3 separate regions of the Sus scrofa genome follow, and regions 2 and 3 are each linked to region 1. The links are chromatin contacts, called in public targeted proximity ligation maps. All regions are on one chromosome and are shown on one strand. The core of a region is the stretch at or near the end of the contact, and the rest is flanking DNA. Distances in the headings are between cores, read along the strand shown. Region 1 has its middle 44 kb from the start of IMPA1. Region 2 overlaps PAG1 (phosphoprotein associated with glycosphingolipid-enriched microdomains 1). Region 3 overlaps PAG1 (phosphoprotein associated with glycosphingolipid-enriched microdomains 1).

Region 1 (2,700 bases), core at 41-2,540:
GCAGATGCGGCTATTAAAAAATTGAAAAAAATTTTTTTGTCTTTTTAGGGATGCCCCTGCATCATATGGAGGTTTCGAGGCTAGGGGTCAAACCGGAGCTATAGCTGCCCACCTATGCCACAGCCACAGCAATGCAGGATCTGAGCTGTGTCTGTATCTTACACCACAGCCAATGCTGGAGTCTTAACCCACTGAGTGAGGACAGGGATCAAACCTGTGTCCTCATGGATACGAGTCAGAGAGCCATGATGGAAACTCCATGAAAAAAATTTTTAAAAAAGGAGTTCACATTGTGGCTCAGCAGGTTAAGAGCCTGACTAGTATTCACGAGGATGTGGGTTCAACCCCTGGCCTTGCTCACTGGGTTAAGGATCTGGCGTTGCCACAAGCTGCCCTGTATGTCACAGGCAAGGCTCGGATCTGGCACTGCTGTGCCTGTGGTGTAGCCTGGCAGCAGCAGCTCCAATTCATCCCCTGGCCCAGGAACTTCTATGTGCCACAGGTGTGGCCGTTTAAAGAAAAAAAAAGAAAAAAAGAAAAAAGAAAAATACCACTTTGGAATTTTTCTCATTGTAAATTGCGTACGTCTGCATCTTTGTCACAATTGCATGTGTATCATACATTCATGTACACAATGATAGAATGTGCGCAAAGAAGAAAAGGGAATGGAGTTCCCATCGTGGCACAGTGGTTAATGAATCCGACTAGGAACCATGAGGTTGCGGGTTCGATCCCTGCCCTTGCTCAGTGTGTTAAGGATCCGGCGTTGCCATGAGCTGTGGTGTAGGTCACTAGGTCGCAGACTCAGCTCAGATCCCGTGCTGCTGTGGCTCTGGTGTAGGCCGGCAAGTACAGCTCCGATTCAACCCCTAGCCTGGGAACCTCCATGCCGAGGGAAGCAGTTCTAGAAAAGGCAAAAAGACAAAAAAAAAAAAAAAAAAAAAAAAAAAGGAAGTGAAAGGATGAAGACCTTAGGTCACAGACTCTGGGGATTCAGTGTCAAAGTGTCTGGTTTAGTCAGAGCAACCCTCATTCCTGAGCCTCTGAAGCTGGGCACGTCCAGACTCACCAGAGAAAGCCATGTGAGTGTGGGTCCTGCCCTTTTCTTCCTCCAGGCTCGGTGTGTTAATGACTGAACTCACTCCACAATTGTTTCCCTGGGGGGCGGGGGGCGCGGGGGGGGGGAGTTCTCAGACATAGTCATAATTCCAAAGCCAAGCTGCAGCGTTCTTAGCTATTGATTTTGCAGTCTTCACTAGTTCAGGAATGTTCCTAGGACCTGGCAGATGAGCAGTTGTTTTCCTGAGTGAGGTCATTGAACGCACTGCCTGATAAGCAGCCATCCCCTGAGTCTGAGATAACAATGATTGTTTACCAGAGGAGCACATCACCTTTTCTGGGGCGGAGGTTCCTGAGGTCCTGACACTGCAGACTTTCTGGCACCAGGGAACCTCAGCAGTCAAGGTTCCAGCACCCAGAAAAAGGACTCATGCTTTTTTTTTTTTTTTTTCCGGTGGTATTTGTGGCATAGAGAAGTTCCGGGCTGAGGATGGAACCTGTGCCACAACAGTCACATCACTGGAGCCTTAACTCACTAGACCACCAGGGGACTCCATGGACCCATGCTCTTAAGGGACCCTTGGGGCTGGGTTCTGTGCTGCTGTGTCTTTTTTTTTTTTTTTTGCTTTTTAGGGCCACACTTGTGACATATGGAGGTTAGGGGTAGAATCAGAGCTACAGCTGACGGTCTGGCTACAGGCACAGCAACGCAAGATCCAAGCTGCATCTGCGACCTATACCACAGCTCACAGCAACACCAGATCCTTAACCGAGTGAGGCCAGGGATCAAACCCGAAACCTCATGGTTCCTAGTCAGATTCTTTTCCACTGCGCCACAATAGAAACTCTTTTTTTTTTTTTTTTTTTTGCTTTGTACTCTTGAGTTCACACAACTGGGAATTTGTTGGTTTGCTTGCTGATTTGTTTGCTGATTAGAGTCAGCAGTGAGCCGTGACTTCAAGGCCACTACATAAGCAGTGGAACAGAGGGCAGGGGACACAAGGGACGGTCCTGAGGTGGCAGGCCAGGGCACACAGATGGTGAGAGGTCATCAACAATAGTGTGAGAGCCAAAGGCCATTCTCCTCCACTTCTTAGAAGTGGGTCTAGACCCTCAAGAAGACTCAGTCGGCTGAAAGCTAACTGAAGAGTAAAAGATATTTATCTGCATACACACTCACCCACTCAGGATGCAGGGAAAGGGTCTCTGCCCATGTGATTCAGGACCTTGAGATGGGGAAATATCCTGGGTAATCCCAGCAGGTACTAAATGCTATCACAAGTGTTCTTGGAGGAGAGAGGCAGAAGGAGAGTTCCACACACAAAACAGAGGTGATGTGACGATAGAGGCAGAGATTAGAATGTTGTGGCCTGGCCTGAGGAGTTTCAGCTGTGGTTCAGCGGTTTAAAAACCCCACTAGTATCCATGAGGATGCAGCTTCGATCCCTGGCCTTGCTCAGTGGGTTAAGGATCTGGCATTGCCGCAAGCTGAAACATAGTTTGCAGATGCAGCTCAGATCCCGCATTGCTATGACTGTGGTGTGGGCCTACAGCTGCAGCTCTGATTTGACCCTTAGCCTGGAAACTTCCATATGCCACAAGTTTGGCCTTAACAAAACAAACAAACAAACAAACAAAAAA
Region 2 (2,700 bases), core at 95-2,594, 560 kb before region 1:
ATATGCATTAGAAACAATGTGTTTGTATATTCTATCTATATTACTAGACAGCAGGACTAAAGAGTCTGATTTAAAAATTGGGTACATGATTTGGCAGCTAACATAAAAGTGGTACACAATTTTGCATTTTCATAACATGTATTTCGTGAATTAAAAACATTCCAAGGACCAAGGTAATCAAGACAGTGTGGGACTGGCATAGGATAGACATACAGATCAATGGAATACAAATTGGCATCTAGAAATAAACCCATGTATTTATGGCCAATTGATTTTTTTTTCCTTTTTTGGCTACACCCACAAACATGTGGAAGTCCCCCATGTGGATGCAACCAGAGATCAAATCCGAGCTGCATCTTGGGCCTATACCACAGCTGAGGCAATGCCAGATCCTTAACCCACTGCTCCAGGATGGGGATTGAACTGGCAACATATGGCCAACTGATTTTTGACAAAGGTGCCAAGACTACTGAATGAGAAAGAAGAGGCTTTTCAACAAAAGATTCTGGGGCAATTGGATAGCCACATGCCAAAGAATAAAGCTGGATTCTCAACTCAGACTGCATAAAAACAAGTTAACTCAAAAAGGATCTACTACCTAAAAATTTAAGAACTGAAAGTACAAAACTCGTAGAAAAAGACAGGAATAAATCATCTTGAGTTCAGATTTGGCACTGAAGTTTTATAGGCAATACCGAAAGCACAAATAGCAAAAGAAAAAAAAATAGACAAATTAAACTTCATCAAAATTAAATTTTTTTTTTTACTGTTTAAAGAATATTATCAGGAAAGTGAGAAGACAACCCAAAGGATAAAAAAAAAAGTGCAAATCATATTTGATAAAGGATTTTTATCTAGATTATATAAAGAACTCATAACTCAATAATAAAAGGACAGATAACCCAACCAAAAATAGGGAAAGAGGAGTTCTCTGGTGGCCTTGCAGTTAAGGATCCAGGTTGTCACTGCTATGGCTTGGGTCACTGCCATGGCATGGGTTTGATCCCTGGCTGGGGAACTTTTGCATGTTGTGGGTATGGCCAAAAACAAGGATAATGTGAGAAAAAGAATGTAGATATATATGTATGACTGGGTCACTTTGTTCTACAGCAGAAATTGACAGAACACTGTAAATCAACTATAATGGAAAAAATTTTTAAAAAGGCAAACCATTAGAATCGAATTTCTCCAAATAAATATGTAGTGGCCAGTAAGCATGTGAAAAAATGCTTCGTATCATTAGTCATCAAGGAAATGCAACTCAAAACCACAATGAGATACCACTTTACACCTACCAGGATGGCTATAAACAAAGAGTCTAAGATAGTAACAAGTGTTGAGAAATCAGAGCCCTCATATGTGGCTGATGGGAATGTAAAGTGGAAGTTTATATGAATGACTGGGTCACTTTGCTGTAGTAGCCTGGTTATTTGAAAGTAGTCTGAAAGTAGCCTGGTTATTCCTCAAAAAGTGAACCAAAGAGTTACCATTTGACCCAGTAATTCCACTCCTAGGTAAATATTGAGAAAAAGGAAAACATACGTCCTCCTAAAATCATGTACAGGGATGTTTATAGCAGCATTATTCACAGTAGCTTCAGAGTGGAAATAATACAAATGCCCATAAAATGAAATGAAGTACTGATATATGTTACTACAAGGATGAACTTTGAAAACATGCTGAGTGGAGGAAGTCAGTCACAAAACCCCCCAAGTAGTATCTGATTTCATTTATATGAAATGTCCCAAATGGGCAAACATATAGGGTATGTGGGGCTAAAGGATGATCATCATGGGAATGACAGTAAGAGTTGCATGGTTCTTTTTTTTTTTTGCTGTGCCCATGGCATGTAGAAGATCCACGGCCAGGGATTGAACCCATGCCATAGCAACGACCTGAGCGACTACAGTGAAAACCCCAGATCTTTAACCCACTGCACCACAAGGGAATTCCTTGTGATTCTTTTGGGGGGTAATAAAAATGTTCCAAATAGATTGTGATGACAGTTGCACAACTCTGTGAAGACATTAAAACCTTGAAATTGTGTACTCTAAATGGGTGAACTGTATGGCATATGAATTATATCTCATTAAAGGTGTTACCAAAACAACATTCCAAGGGATGTGGACATTATAGTGTCTGTCATTCTTTAGATGAAGCCGAAAGAAATATGGCACACCCAAGTGTAATTATAGCCAGGATCACCGGAGTTGTGACAAAGCGGGATTGACTGGCTCCACTGCAAAGTGTCATAATCTGCCTGACATAACCTATCATCCTGCACAGACCAAATGCTTCTTCATTTGAGGGTGACGTCCCCTCTCATCCTCAAGACTATCTCTAAGTTTGGAGATAGTCTAAGTGTGGAAAGCAGTGGATTATTGCAAATAATTACTGATCCAATCAAATAGAAATCCTGTGCCTTCAATGTTGATTTCTTTCTCCACTGCATGGAATTTAGGACTTCTGAAACCAGGTGTCCACTCAAAAATAACTGCCAGCCGCCACCCCCTACCCCCCGCCCCCCACGCCCCCCTCTTATAAGTCAGTAGAAGGCAAAATTCAGTACTGCTTCTTCTATGCCTTTTTCACTGACAGTTCTTACAAGGACTGTTACCATGTTCTTAACACAGATGATGTCATTCCTAAGAGGCTCCAACAAATGAACTGTAGTAATTCATGATGCATTCTCCTGATGAA
Region 3 (2,700 bases), core at 147-2,646, 600 kb before region 1:
AGACCACAGCTCACGGCAACGCGGGGTCCTTAATCCACTTAGCGAGGCCAGGGATTGAACCAGCATCCTCATGGATACTAGTCGGATTTGTTTCTGCTGCGCCACAACAAGAACTCCCATTTTCTGCTAATTCTTTTAGCAAGTAAAATATCTTCTGAGCATCCAGATTCAACTCATACTAGCAGAAATATATGAACAATTTGGGATGATTGCTCATGAGTTTTCTTGGGGATATTTAAGCCTATTTCTCTCAATCCTGTTTCTATCTGTCTCAATTAAATTGCATTCAATTACAGAATAGGAGTTCCCGTCGTGGCGCAGTGGTTAACAATCCGAGTAGGAACCATGAGGTTTCGGGTTCGGTCCCTGGCCTTGCTCAGTGGGTAAAGGATCCGGCGTTGCTATGAGCTGTGGTGTGGGGTGCAGATGAGGCTTGGATCCCGAGTTGCTGTGGTTCTGGCGTAGGCTAGTGGCTATGGCTCCGATTGGACCCCTAGCCTGGGAATCTCCATATGCCGCTGGAGAGGCCCAAGAAATGGCAAAAAAAAAGACAAAAAATTACAGAACAGCATGTCTTCAAAGATAAAAAAAACTATCTCACTGTCAGACCACATGTGTAAATATTCTGAGTTACTGAACAGAGGGCAAAGGAGGACCATTCACTGTACCTCAGCTAACATTTATTAGGGCACCTGAATGCCCCAGATGTATTGCAAAGGATATAAGATTAACGAAATAGCAGACTTAATTTAATAGTTGTACGTCAAATATCTTTGTTTCAGAATAGGATTCACCATTGGCTGCATGATGTACAGTCATGACCAGAGGCTATAATTTAATGATGATATTACTCTACAAGAGGCAGTGGCATTTCCCACTCCCCTGACCCTCTCAATTTTATATCATTTCAGGCCACTGTAGGAGCTTGTCATTTGACATTGAGAAAGGCTGGTGCCTGAATTTACAGGACTTCTGTTGGGATTCTTTTTTTGTTTGTTTGTTTTGTTTTTTAGGGCTGCATGTGTGGCAAATGGAAGTTCCCAGGCTAGGAGTCGAATTGGAGCTGCACCTGCCAGACTACGTCACAGCCAGAGCAAGGATGGATTCTTAACTCACTAAGCCAGGCCAGGGATTGAACCCGCATCCTCATGGATACTAGCTATGTTTGTTACCACTAAGCCACAATGGGAACTCCTGGGGATTTTTTTAGAAGCTGGGATGAATAACTATTTTGGACTGAAAGCTCTATGATTGCTCATAATTTTATGTCCATTCATTTCATGGTTTTAATCAACAGATGATCTTGAGAAAAACCAAGGGCCTTCTACTTCAAAAGCAGGTGCCACTTTTAACCACAAGAGGGCAGTAAAACTCTAGTCTCAGCCCTAATGGGCAGCCTCCTGGACAGACCTGTTACAGCTGTTTGTGCCTATGCTGAGCATTTTCATTGTCTTCATAAGCCTGGACTTCCAGGCACCCCCAATCAATTCCAACAAGAAGGGAAACAAAAACCAGATGAAATTAATGAAAGTTGTAGCCCAAATCCCAACTATGCATTTCTTTAGCCAAACACATTTATTGGGTAAGTGCTCGGATTACTGCAAATTGTGTAAACAGTAATTTGGTAGTGTTGGGATGGGATGGCAGGTGAAATTCGCTACAGAAGTGGACCATCAGGAGTTCCCGTCGTGGCGCAGTGGTTAACGAATCCGACTAGGAACCATGAGGTTTCGGGTTCGATCTCTGGCCTCGCTCAGTGGGTTAAGGATCCAGCATTGCTGTGAGCTGTGGTGTAGGTTGCAGATGCGGCTCAGATCCCGCGTTGCTGTGTTGCTGTGGCTGTGGCTGTGGCCGGCGGCTACAGCTCTGATTTGACCCCTATCCTGGGAACCTCCATGTGCCGTGGGAGTGGCCCAAGAAATGGCAAAAAGACCAAAAAAAAAGAAGTGGACACTCAGTTTCTCTGAAGCTGCTGAGCTCAGTAATGATAGTCATTTCCATTTTACAGCTGTCCTAGTTGACACATAATTAAGCACGATGGAAACTACCTCCTACCTGGCTCCTCACGATGGCCAAAATAAGGAGGTCCTTGAGCCCCATGAGAACGCCTCCTTCCTGGTCATCACAGGCGTGGGAACCATGCAGTAAAAGGACACTTTACGAGCAACACATTAACCAAACGCATTTAACGAGGGCTGAGGAGCCAACATCTGCTGGGCTTCTGACCTGCAAAGCACGTGGCTTACACAGGCTACATGAACCTCTCCACAGCATTCTCCGGTCTCCCTAAAGAGTCTGAAACGGAAGTATTTAAAGCCCAAGGTTCTCTGCCAAACCAGTCATTACTAAGATTTTCCTATTTCCCTCTTTTCCTGAATCGGGGGAAACACACTCAGAGGGCACAAGGTGGTACAGGACTCCCAGGTGAATTTTCTTCTTTAGAGTTTTTTTTTTTTTTTTTTTTTTTTTTTTTTTGGCTTTTCTAGGGCCACTTCCTGCGGCATATGGAGGTTCCCAGGCTAGGGGTCTAATCACAGCTGTAGCCACTGGCTACAGCCACAGCAACGCCAGATCTCAGGCACATCTGCAACCTATACCACAGCTCACAGCAACACCGGATCCTTAACCCACTGAGCGAGGCCAGGGATTGAACCCGCAATCTCATGGTTCCTAGGTGGATTCGTTAACCACTGCACCACG

What was found.
Region 2: a targeted proximity ligation map of alveolar macrophages shows a contact between it and region 1. A contact is called at or near these places in 1 of 47 Hi-C or Micro-C datasets (embryonic fibroblasts) and 1 of 2 datasets of targeted methods (alveolar macrophages).
Region 3: a contact with region 1 is called in a targeted proximity ligation map of alveolar macrophages. A contact is called at or near these places in 8 of 47 Hi-C or Micro-C datasets (embryonic fibroblasts, epiblast stem cells, fetal skeletal muscle and 4 more) and 1 of 2 datasets of targeted methods (alveolar macrophages).

The regions. Positions count from the first base shown.
Region 1 is chr4:54,986,926-54,989,625 of Sscrofa11.1, reverse strand. No RefSeq gene overlaps it. Among named protein-coding and RNA genes, the nearest start is that of IMPA1, 44 kb to the right of the region's middle.
Region 2 is chr4:55,543,750-55,546,449 of Sscrofa11.1, reverse strand. The region is part of intron 2 of PAG1 (phosphoprotein associated with glycosphingolipid-enriched microdomains 1); the gene reads right to left. Among named protein-coding and RNA genes, the nearest start is that of PAG1, 94 kb to the right of the region's middle.
Region 3 is chr4:55,584,112-55,586,811 of Sscrofa11.1, reverse strand. The region is part of intron 3 of PAG1 (phosphoprotein associated with glycosphingolipid-enriched microdomains 1); the gene reads right to left. Among named protein-coding and RNA genes, the nearest start is that of PAG1, 130 kb to the right of the region's middle.